2 separate regions of the Mus musculus genome follow, and region 1 is linked to region 2. A link is a contact called in public HiChIP or PLAC-seq data. All regions are on one chromosome and are shown on one strand. The core of a region is the stretch at or near the end of the contact, and the rest is flanking DNA. Distances in the headings are between cores, read along the strand shown. Region 1 holds the start of Smyd2 (SET and MYND domain containing 2). Region 2 overlaps Cenpf (centromere protein F).

Region 1 (6,234 bases), core at 2,128-4,627, 270 kb before region 2:
ATGTCAAATAAGAACAGTTCGATGGGGCTACACGCCCAGCCTTGCACACACAATTTTAAGTTTAGGCCTTCATCTACAATGTGTCAATAGAGAGATTAAATGAGAATTTTTACAATTTTTATTTGTGTGTTGGGGAGTGGGGCTTCGCCTGCATGTATTTGTATCACATGTCTGCTGTGTCAGAGGAGGGCACTGTGCCCCTGGAGGCTGGAGTTAGAGGTGGTTATGAGCCACCGTGTGGGTGCTAGAGAACCCATTCTTGTCCCTTTGTAAAATCAGCTTCTGCTCTTGGTCTCTTCTGGCCTCTAACCGAGGATGTTTACAGGTGTAACTAGCACACAGTGGGAGCTCTGTAAACGCTTCTTAAGTAAGATTATTCCCTGAGTGTCTAATGCTCTCCTACGCACTGAATTTGCAATCAGGGCTTTGCTGATTGTCTTCCATGGAACTCCGTATTGTTTTGTGCTTTATATTGCTTTCCTGTGGCTTCTGTAACAAGTGACCACAGATGGGACAGTAGGCCAGACATGTGGACATAGCATCCCTGAGCTGAACTCAGGATGTTGTAAGCCATGCTCAGAACGGGGCACTGAGGAAAGGCAGGTCTCACTGACAGTCTTAAAAAGACCACATCAAGTCAATCTGTGTCCTTACAGCATGTGCTGCCTCCTCTTCCAGCCATGTCAAATCTCTTTCTGCCTCTCTGGAAAGGGGCTTTGCGATGGAATTGAGTCGGGGGCTCACACTAGCTCCAGTCCTCAATACACTGGTAAGACTCCCTCTTAACCTTACAAGGTAATGTTTACAGGCTCTAGATATGAGGCCCTAATAATATCTTTGAGTGGCATTACCCAGGTCCTTCCCGATTAGACCCCAGCTGTCTGTGGCTATAGGACCCCAAAGTGCTGGATCTCCTCTGCACATGCGCAGCAGATAAAGTACATATAGAGGAACAACAGAGGGCCGGGGCGTGTTCCCTGCTGGCCCCTCTGCCAGGGCTTTATTTCCGAGCCCAGAGCTGTTTCTTCCACGTGTTAATCTGCAGCTGGAAGGATGCGTTACAAATGGATTAGATGATCTTTTAGGCGGTTAAGCAGAGGGGGCCTTCATCCTGTGCCTTGCCCGTATTTCAACGCGAGGCGAAGCCATCCCAAATCTTTCTAACACCGATTTTTCCCAAATCATGGGACAAGCGGGAGAGGAGCTGGTACACAGGCGGGCCCTGGCAGCCAGACAGCTTCCTTCATGGAATGTGAGACCGCTGAGTGGCAGAGCGGCAAGCATGAGATGCATGGAGGGTGCTGTCATCGGTCTGCCCCGGCTGGCTGGGAGCCGCGCCTTGACCATTTATTTTAAGCACGGGTTTTATCATTACGGGAGGCTCCTAACTTTACAGCTATTGCCTCACTGCCCCGGCTCCAGTCATTCGAATTCATCCCGACTTTTCTGAAATGAAGCTGCTTGTTTTCCAGTGTTCTCCGGTAACACTCAACCTCTGCCCTGAGATGCCCTGGATTGAGTCCCCAGTGCCCCGGGGGACTGGGTGTGGTGCTGCATATCTGTAATACCATCACTAGGGAGACAGAGGCAGGAGGATTCAAAACCCAAGGTCATTCTCTGGTACTTAGGGAGGTTGAGGCCAGCCCGTCTCAAAACAAAACACGCAGTAGGAGAAAGGTGTGTGTGTGTGTGTGTGTGTGTGTGTGTGTGTGTGTGTGTGTAATGGAACACATTTCTCAAACTCTGCAGTGAGTTCTTGGAAGAGTAAACCATGTACTGAGTTTACAAACATGTTGTTTGTTTATTTCTATGTCTTTTCTTCTTTGTACTGCTAAGATATCCTTCCGCAAATCAGAATGCTAAAAAGCAAGCCAAAATGAATCCAAAAAAACACGCTGCAGATCTACATAGGTGGGCATCTTTAGAAAGTCTCAAGATTTGAGAAAATGCTTCCAGCAGACGGCAGAGTGGGCTCTAGGCACAAACCTACCTGAGAATGTTGCTTGTCACAGGTGAGTAGGGTATGGAAGAGGGTTTCCCAAATCTTACACCTATTTTAAGGTAAGCAAGATGTGTTAAATAAGCACATTAGCTCAATGGTACCCAGTAATGAAGGGTTATTATTACGTGGAATTGAAGGATCCAGGCCTACACTTTGTCCAAGTTTATAGTCCAGTGATGTCCATGGTTACTAAAATGGATACATGGACCTACAAGATAGTTCAGAGTATAAAGGCACCTACCACCAAACCTGACAGACAAATCAGACACAGGCCCCATGTGGTAAAAGGTGAGAACCCACTCCTGCAAGTTGCCCTCTGACCTCTACACATGTTTCCAGCACACATACAGGGGTATGCTCGCACACATGCACTCATACTTACAAAAAAAAAGGGTAATAATAAAAAATAAAAATGGGCCAAAGAACCCATACCCACGGTGCCCTTTCCTTGGAGGAAGGCTTATTCATATTATCACTAAAGAAATTTTATTCACGGGTTCCAAATCCCCCATTCTATGATTTGCCCTGTGAACGAAAGCTGGAGAGAAAAAAAAAACAAACCTGCAGCTGGCACTGACCCTCTTTCTGCAAAGCTAATTAACCGACTTGAACTTCAACCTTTGCGGAGAGGCTGCAATGTCTGGAGCTTATTGGCAGTTTTCCTTGGGCCCTCTCCAGTTCCCTTAATAGCTACCCGTTGCCTATCCTGTGTCTAACCTACCAGCTCGTGAATAACAGGTAAAACCGCCTGGAACATAATCAAGCCATACATTGAGAGTGCAGTCAGATTGCATCTGAGGCCTGTAGCTGAGGTTCCCTCCCTTCTGCAGCCAGCCTACCTGGGGGGTCCCACCGACATATTTTTGACGTCTTGATTTATGACTTTCTTTTTCTGTTATTATGGAATTTTTTTTAATCAAATTGTTACAACGTTGGAACGTAGACTTTGGGGTAACCCAAACCTGGCCATGACCCCTCCTATTGGCTCCAGAATGAACTCTCTCTAAGTTCCCTGGGAGGTGAGAACTGTGTTTTTTAGCACGCACAGCTCAACTGCAAACCACACTCATTCATTCCCTGCTCCACCACCCGGGATCTTAGTGGGGACGCTGTCTGCGGGCACAGCGGGTGGTGGCCTGGGTGGCTTGGGACTCCAGCCTTCCTCACCGGGCAGCGCAGCCTGGCGGGTGCAGGCGGACTCCCGTGCGCGCGCCCTGCGCACCGCCCTCCCGCCCCGCGCTCCGGGGCGCGGCCAGGGCACAGCACCCGCCCCGAGCAGAGCGCCGAGTTCCTTGAAGGCCGGCGGCCGCGGCAGACCTGCCTTCGCTCCCTCCCTCCCTCCCGTGACGCGCGTGCCCCGCAGCGCGCAGCCGCAGCGCCGCCAGCATGCGCGCCGAGGCCCGCGGCGGCCTGGAGCGCTTCTGCAGTGCGGGCAAGGGCCGGGGGCTCCGCGCGCTGCGGCCCTTCCACGTGGGCGACCTCCTCTTCTCCTGCCCGGCCTACGCCTGCGTGCTCACCGTGGGCGAGCGGGGCCACCACTGCGAGTGCTGCTTCGCCAGGTACGCGGGGACCGTGCGGGCGGGAGGGGCCACGCGGAGCCACGTGCGCCGCGTCCGCTGAGCCACGGCCTGCCCCGCAGCCGGACCTGCGCCGCCCCACGCGTGTCCGTTCTAGCTTAGGTTCTCTGTGGTCCCGAGGCCTCCCGAGCTGTCCTGAGATGGGCGGCTCCCCCACCCCCTAGGGAGTGATGACCCGATCAGCCAGGGACGCTTCCGGTCATTCTGGAGGAGGGAAGCTATGGAACAGACACGCCTATGAGACTGGGCTCCGTGGATTGGGATGAGGGGACACAGTTTGTTGGGAGAATATTTGATTGTACTACTTCATACATGTCCTGAGTGTGTAGATGCTGTATCCACGGCCACATGCTAAGCCTTAAGGTAGTTGCGGATCAGGAAGGTGCGTTGGGATTCCCCCATCCCACCCTGTGTCTTCATTTTACAGACACACTTTATCTTAAAGGCCGAGAAGAGATCATTTTACTGTTGGGACACTAAAGCCCAGAGAGGAAGGGTAGCTGTGTATACACAAGGCACTAATTAGGGGCTGGAGCCTGGCCTGTCAGGACTGACACGTCCCGCCCACCCACTTCCTTGCTTCCTAAGTTTGCTGAGGTAGGGGGTCTGGCTTTGGAGTTGAGCCTGTCCCAGGCCATCTGTGGATGCCTGAGGAAGGAACCCTGCCTGACTTGCTTTGAAGGTCAGTGTCATCACCTTTGAAGTGGAGATGGTGGGCTAGATTAAGCTAACCTGGGGTTCTGCAGGTACCTCTTGCGGGCTGCCCCCAGTCCTGCACTCCACGAAGCTCTCAGCCTCCCAGACTCGTGCGCCTCGTTCTACAATAAGACAACAAAAGAATGGACAAAGGTTGCATATTAGAGTAATCTCGGCCGGACTCCCTGCCAGAACTGTCTTCCGCTGGGGGGGACCTGGAAAGGAACTAGACGCAGAAGCGTGCCGTGGGCAGCGGAAGGGCTGTATGTGATGTGCCTCTTTGAATTGGCGAGCCAAGAGCTAAAGGGTCATGGCACCACTTTGCGACGTTTGAGTGAAGTGAGCATTGGGTTTTCCCAAAGTTAAAAAGGCTGCTGCAACTGGTCCCTTGATCTTCTGAGCCTCGCTGTGGCTGGGAGTCTGCAGCAGTGTGGGTGTCTGCAGTAAAGGAGCAAAGCGGGTCACCCAGCACAGAGGGGGCCTCCGTCAGGGGTCCTGGCGCTTGGTGTGCGGTGAGAGGCGTGGGCCTTGCGGAGTGCGTAGTAGGGACTCGTGGCCAGTTCTCTCCTCCTGAAATTAAATATCTGCGTTGACAGCTGAGGCGTGCTTCTCTCCTGTTGGGAGTGTCCTGATTGTACAAAGACACACAAGCTTCCAGAAGTACCCTTACAAATCACCCAGCCTCAGGAATCCTGTCATTTGTGACAGCTAACCCCCCACTCCCCTTGACATTTGTTAATGTCACTAATTTTGCCTCAGTTCCCTCTCCTGGGCCCCCCAGGCTGCCATTCCATTGTCAACCAATCTCTTCTGTTTGGCTTATGTAACAGTCAGAACTTGGAACTCAACTAAAATATTGCCCAAGAAATAAAACTCACAAGATCCGTGCACCTAGAGAAATCTTCGTACCGCATCCCGTGGTTGCCGTAAAATCTGGTTAGTTTTGCTAGATCGTTCTAAGACTGTGTTACTCCATCTCCTACTTGTGTGTGACTGAGGCCTGACCTGTTCTTGTGTATTAAAGGGGGGGATGCACAGCTCTGTGGAGTTTCAGGAGCATGTTACAGGTGGGGTGCGTGTCGGTTCATGTGTCATGCCCCCAGAAAAAAGCTGCGCTGTCCTTTTTTGTGCTAGAAGTATAGTATTATCACTTAAGATAGATGAGCCTCCCGGGGTCTCATGCCACATCTACTATGTTATAATTTAACTCACTTGGGAAGAAAAACTATTTCTCCAGGAGTGAGCATGTTATATTAACCGAGAAATAATGGTAGAATGTTATTTTTTAAGCTCTCTACAAAATAGGATTCTTAGTGCCAGGAATTTTTTTATTCCCCCTTCTGGCAGTTTTAAATTAGTATCACATTTTCTCAGCTTGGTAGGTGACATTTGGGAAGATGCAGATTTTGCCTCAGCTGCTAGAAGGCAACTCCTAAAAATATAAGTAACTTCTAGGTGAGAGCTATCCCTCATATATACATACATATGCACGCCTGCCCACCCACCTGCCCATATGTCTGTGTACGTGTTTTGGTCCCTGGTTAACATCTACACACAGTTCTTACACATTCTTTAAATATATATATATTTCAAACTGAAAACTGGACATTCTGACTCAATTTTATTGGCTTCAGAAAGAAAGGCTCAGCTGTGACCAGGGGTTGACTAGAATATACTAGAATATTTATTCTTCCTCTAGGACCGAGGTCTCCCTCTTGATCTTTATTCTCTTGCTCCTGGACTGCTGTATAACGAGGATGCTGAGTGTGGGAGAGAGCCCGAAGGCCCTCGTGGCTTTTGCAGCAGGGAGCCCTGTGCTCTGCCAGGCTCACACGGACTGAGGCATTAAGAACAAAGAGGATGAGAAGTCCTGTCATGAGCAGTTAGACTTTTGCCCCCTTGTCCTCAGGTGAATTCCCTAACCGGTCCATCTTGCTTCTCCCATTGCCTGACATGAAA
Region 2 (6,005 bases), core at 2,290-4,789:
AACTAGAGAAGGGGGAGAAAGAGATCAGGACACTGAAAGAGCAACTTAAAAGTCAGGAGCAGCTTGTGTGTAAACTTGCCCAAGTGGAAGGAGAGCAGCAACTCTGGCAGAAGCAGAAACTAGAGCTGAGAAATGTGACTATGGCACTGGAGCAGAAGGTCCAAGTGCTGCAATCTGAAAACAACACGTTGCAGAGCACCTATGAAGCACTGCAGAATTCCCACAAGAGTTTAGAGAGTGAACTTGGATTGATAAAGTTGGAGAAAGTAGCGCTTGTTGAAAGAGTAAGTTCCATTACTTATTTTCATGTGGAAGTATGGTCAGGGAAGGAGGCACTTTGTGTTTACATGGTCTTGACTACAGGGACATTGAGTCAGCTCAGGCAGCAGTGATTGCTTTAATGTGCTTGTAAGGGACATTTTTGTTAATTAGATTAGGTTTTTGATCTGACCTTCACATCTTGGGTTTGATGTAGTTAGTTCTAGGTTCTTATCTACAGTTGAAGTTCATCACGGTAAAACAGCTCCTTATCCAGCAGAGAACCACTGTGGCAAGAACGTAACAGATTAGGGTCAGAAGACATTCTCTGCCCTTCTTACCTTTAGGAGAAGGAATGCCTGAAGACACTGTAATTAGAACCAGCGGGACACTCCTAGCTTCTAGGGTGGGCTTGAAAAATTAGGCTGATCTCTGAAAGGGATTCCTTCAAATTAATGTTTTGTTCAACAGATAATTAAAAAGGAATGTCTAGAAAATGAAGTCTATCACAACTGTATTTTCTAAGATTTGTGTGTTTATAACCTTAATCCTTAGAGTGGATGGTGGGACTAGTATATCTAAGAGCTGATAAAAATCTAAGATGGTAAATAAAAACTAAGGCAATCCCTTAAAACATTCTCTAATGTTAATTTAAATTAAAACCTTTATGGTTGGTTTTAAGACTCAGGAATATTATCTTTCTTTTTTTCTTACTGCTATCTTAAATCTTTGCTGAGGAAAAAAAAAATGGAAGCACACTAGTTGGTTTTGAGTATACCAGGTGAGTTGAGGGAAGAGTGGTCAGCCAGGTTCTGTTTTCTTAAACTGTGCATGGCCGGGCAATGGTGGTTCACGCCTTTAATCCAAAAACAAAAAAAAAAAAAGAAAGAAAGAAAGAAAGAAAAGAAACTGTGTGTGCCATAACAGTGGTTAATTCACGCATAGCAGACCACCCAGAGCAAGTGCTAATGAAGATTACATTCCAGGTTAGCACAATATCTGGGAAGGAAGCAGAGCTGCAGAGGGAGCTGCGAGATATGCTACAGAAAACAACACAGCTGAGCGAAGACTACAATAAAGAGAAAAACAGGCTAACAGAAGAAGTGGAAGTGCTGCGTGAAGAACTGCAGAACACCAAAGTAAGTTTCCCGTGACAGACAGATTCCTTTGCCTCTGCTAGCTGGGTATGGCTGCTATGGTTGTCTTTGTAAGACATTCTGTGATGTGTCACAGTTGTTTCAGCTTTTGGAACCCAAGCTGATATGCTCAGGTCTGTAGTGATCTTCACCATCCGATGCTTCTGTGAGCCTAGGAGCCATGAGATATTACTTTAGGAACCATGATCCGTGTCAGGCTGAAAACAGTTTCCAAATCCACACTGGTTGTCGGGGAGACTTAGGGAACTGAGTAGAGAGGGGCCTTATTTTATACATTTATGTTATATTTTAAACATAACTGTACTACTGCTGCTTTAATATGTTTTAGTTGTCTAATATATATATATATTTCTATATACTTATAAAATGAAATCAACAATTTTAAATGAACTTACGTCTGTTTTGTAGGCAGCGCACCTGAAATCTGTGAATCAACTTGAGAAGGAACTTCAGCGTGCTCAGGGGAAAATAAAGTTGATGCTCAAATCCTGTAGACAGCTGGAAGGAGAAAAGGAGATGCTGCAGAAGGAGCTCTCCCAGCTTGAAGCTGCACAGCAGCAGAGAGCAGGTGGGTGCTAACTGGCGTGCTCTGTGTGCACGCTTAAAATCGCGTCAGTGCTCAGTTGTGCGCTAAGTTTTAGAAGTAGTTTAGTAGTTTTTAGTAGTGCTTTGTAATTTCTGAACTGTGGTCTTAACCTTGTGTAAGACTTAGCTATAGTTAAGACTGTAGGATTCAGAGTGAAGCCTACATTTCGGAATAGAATTATTACCATGGGGGAAGATAGTACTCTTTGCTAATGGATCTCCTTCAAGAGTTTGCCATTTTGGTAGTGGTTTTGTTTTGTTTGTTTGTTTGTTTTCTCTGTGTAGCCCTGGCTGTCCTGGAATTCACTCTGTAGACCAGGCTGGCCTCGAACTCAGAAATCCTGTCTCTGCCTCCCAAGTGCCGGGATTAAAGGTGTGCACCACTACTGCCCGACATTTCTCTTCTCTTCTCTTCTCTTCTCTTCTCTTCTCTTCTCTTCTCTTCTCTTCTCTTCTCTTCTCTTCTCTTCTCTGCTCTGCCCCTGCCCCTGCCCCTGCCCCTGCCCCTGCCCCTGCCCCTGCCCCTGCCCCTGCCCCTGCCCCTGCCCCTCCCCCTGCCCCTCCCCCTGCCCCCCCTCCCCCTCTCCTTTTCTTCTTCTCTTCTCTCATTGGTAATTAACCATGCTGCTTTTATCCACTCACACTCTGCTTTCTCCATGGATACCCAGTGACTAGTATGTGTGGGAGGCTTCTAGAGTGTGGCAGTGCAGTGCAGTGCAGTGCAGTGGTCTTTTCTACCAAGTAGAGTGATTGGAGTAGGTTTGAAAACTGGGAGTTTTCCTCATAAATCGCTTGCCATCCCTAGCACCAGAAGCTTACTGAGGCCCCTGCCTTGATGTGGTTCTACATTTGTACCTACTTGCCCCTGTATTCACTCAAAATGCTTTCACGGCCTTTAGCGACTTACATTTTCATAGGCTGGCACCTGTCACCAAAACCATGCAGCATAGACTTTGTGATCATTACTGAGTTAGATTGCTTATTCATTTCTGGTGGAAAGAATGGGTTGGGAAAAGAGGGCTATAGAAAGTTAGTTTGCTTGGCTCTTGTAACTGCTTCTCTAAGGGGATTTAAGTTTAGTTGGGTTCTAGTTGCACTGTTACGTGTGTTAGACTGCTTCATAGTCTTCAGACACAGCAGGATGTGCTCCTTAACGTCTGCACAGGTCCAAAGACCAGGCTTAGAGATCACCTGCTGGGTCTGGAGACACGGCTCAGCGGTTAAGAGCACTGACTGCTCTTCTAGAGGTCCTGAGTTCAATTCCCAGCAACCACATGGTGCCTTATAACTATCTGTAGTGAGATTCAGTGCCTCCTTCTGGTGTGTCTGAAGACAGCAACAGTGTACTCACATATATGAAATAAAAATAAATCTTAAAAAAAGATTACCTGCTGGGAAGTGTTCATTATTAATGGAGTAGCGGCAAGTTGTGTGACGGGATCACTTTGTTTTCACAGGTTCTCTTGTAGACAGTAACGTAGATGAAGTAATGACTGAGAACAAAGCGCTGAAAGAGACTCTGGAAGAAAAAGTCAAGGAAGCAGATAAGTACTTGGATAAGTACTGTTCCCTGCTGATAAGCCACGAGGAGCTCGAGAAAGCCAAGGAGATATTAGAAATAGAAGTTGCTCGGCTGAAGTCACGGCAGTCCAGACAGGATCTCCAGAGTTCTCCTTTGCTTAATTCTTCCATTCCAGGACCGTCTCCAAATACTTCTGTTAGTGAGATGAAGTCAGCATCTGGCCAAAATAAAGCTTCAGGCAAGAGGCAAAGGTCCAGTGGGATTTGGGAGCATGGTAAACGGGCAGCACCTTCTACAGCAGAGACATTTTCTAAGAAAAGCAGGAAGTCGGACAGTAAGAGCACTCGCCCTGCTGAGCACGAGCAGGAAACCGAGTTTGAGCCAGAAGGCCTCCCAGAAGTCGTTAAAAAAGGTATACAGAATTATTAAAAGAGAGTATACAGAATTATATACAGAATTATTATATACAGAACTATAGGGTGAGGCTGCATCTCATCGGAAGACCATGAGCTTAGAGCTTGCATATGGCCCTTTGTTCAAGTCCTTGTGAAAATATACGAAGTTTTGAGATTTCACATAAAATTGGCACAAGGAAAGATAGAAATCTTTACTTTTTAGGTTTTAAAATATTGCACAGTAGCCCACTGCCTAGAGAAACTAGTTCATTTTTAAATTGGTGACATTATAAATCACTGAGATTGGCTAACAGTACAAAAAGCTGGTAGACTTGGAAATGAGTGCTAAATGTCTGTTTAGAAATTCTGTTTTCAGTCAGCTTTTCCTTTCTTGGGACAAGTGGACTGGTTGACAATGCCCCTTCCCCCCACCCCCTCCCGAAGTAATAGTTTAGAACTTTGAAAACTACTTGATATTGTTGCAGTGTCTAAAATCACAAGTAGACTTTTTTGTTCTATTAACTCTGTCTTTTGCTTTTTTAATTCTTTCTGATATTTTGAGACAGAATCTTGCTGTGTAGCCCAGGCTAGTCTTGATCTTGAAGTATTTCTGTCTTCGCTTTTTTGTGCTAGGATTACAGACATAGACCATACCCAGCTTCAGTCATATAGTTTTGTTTATTTGTTTGTTTGTTTATAAAACCTACAGCAGTTTGGGTCTTCTGCCCTAATCCTGAAATCAAAGCTGATGTGAAGCATGGTGTTCTGAGTAACTGTGGTTCCCACGTATGTAGCTAGCTAGCACTCTCTAGTAGATTACTTATTTGTGAGCCTGTGGTTAGCTGAGTGCAGTTGTAGAGTACCTACCCTGTGTTGTCACTTTTTTGTTTTATTTTTGTTTTGTTTTGATTTGTTTTGGGTTTTTAAGAGAGTTTTTCTGTGTAAGAGCCCTGCCTGTCCTGGACTCACTTGGAGGCTGACCTCACTCAGAGATGAACCTGCCTTTACCTCCTGAGTGCTGGATTAAAGGCATGTGCTGGATTAAAGGCATGTGCCACCATACCATGTGATAGCTTTCAGGGTTTTTGTGACTAGTCTTCTCTACCCCAGTCAGGTCAGTTTCTTTCCTGGGAGGAGACAATATGAGCAGATACAAAGGCACTCTTAGCAAGTGCAGCCTGCACTACCTGATTGCACTTGAGCCTGTTTTCCTTAAGTCACTGTTGGCTTACATTGACTCTGAGACAAGAGCTGGCCTTTTCTCATCCTAGTTCATTTGTATTAAATGTCCTACCTATCTTAGGAAGTGCAAGGTGATATAACCATATAGAAGAAGCCATTTGGTTTTAAGGTATAATATGATTTCTCCTTGATCCTTTTTCTTACTGTGGTGTCTTTGAAATCTTTTATCTTTGTAATAAGGAATAACCTGTTAATTTTCCATTTCATCTGATGACTACCAAGGCAATTAGGAAGTTTAATACATTGTTTTCCATGACTGAGGGGAAACTATGTTTTGTAGTTAATTTACTGTTATTGAACCTTTGTACCTGCATGCACAAACATCTGACCTCTATTGCTAGCCCAGCGAACCCAGCCAAACAGCTAATCAGTGCCATTACCAACAAGCAGCTCTTTTGCCCTTAGGGTTTGCTGACATCCCAACTGGAAAGACAAGCCCATATATCCTTCGGAGAACAACCATGGCAACCAGGACCAGCCCCCGCTTTGCTACACAGAAGTTAGTGGGATCTTCCCCATCTCTGGGCAAAGAAAATGTTGTAGAGTCCTCCAAACCAACAGCTGGTGGCAGCAGATCACAAAAGGTAACGTGTGAATGTCATTTCCTCCCTGTTATCCTGGAAGTGTGTTAGCAGGCCTAGGGATGGATATTATGGCAGGCTCTGACTCAGGGGCCTGAGTGAGCAAGTCCAAGGATGCACATCAGTGTCCTGAGGGCTCCTTGTCAGTAGCTCTCTGGGAAGTGTCGCTGTTGTGGGAAACCCAGCACATTCGTCCGAGAGTTTCAAGTGGCTTCAGTGGTTTGTAGAGGTTGTTTTCCTTAGGGCACTGGTTCTGGTCACTGTT

The links. HiChIP or PLAC-seq counts read pairs in DNA pulled down with a chosen protein or histone mark.
Region 1: a contact with region 2 is called in an H3K4me3 HiChIP or PLAC-seq map of the SCID.adh cell line, with 11 read pairs. The contact joins the promoter of Smyd2 here to the enhancer-like site in region 2. A contact is called at or near these places in 15 of 39 promoter capture datasets (the 3T3-L1 cell line, the C10 cell line, the HPC-7 cell line and 10 more), 1 of 15 datasets of contacts at CTCF or cohesin (the NIH/3T3 cell line), 8 of 115 datasets of contacts at active chromatin or transcription factors (the 230-238 cell line, the SCID.adh cell line, bone marrow-derived macrophages and 3 more) and 2 of 9 other capture datasets (adipose tissue and liver).

Annotation. Positions count from the first base shown.
Region 1 is chr1:189,919,434-189,925,667 of GRCm38.p6, reverse strand. Smyd2 (SET and MYND domain containing 2) reads left to right here and starts at 3,377. Exons shown (of 12, transcript NM_026796.2): 1 at 3,377-3,561. The coding sequence starts at 3,389.
Region 2 is chr1:189,646,540-189,652,544 of GRCm38.p6, reverse strand. Cenpf (centromere protein F) reads left to right here. Exons shown (of 18, transcript NM_001081363.2): 13 at 1-284; 14 at 1,245-1,397; 15 at 1,824-1,983; 16 at 3,458-3,934; 17 at 5,565-5,743. Among named protein-coding and RNA genes, the nearest start is that of Gm30088, 30 kb to the right of the region's middle. Within about 2 kb of position 3,539, at least 2 of the 459 cell types and tissues checked have an H3K27ac peak or open chromatin away from gene starts, as enhancers often do. A contact at or near this core is called in the SCID.adh cell line, where this site is marked.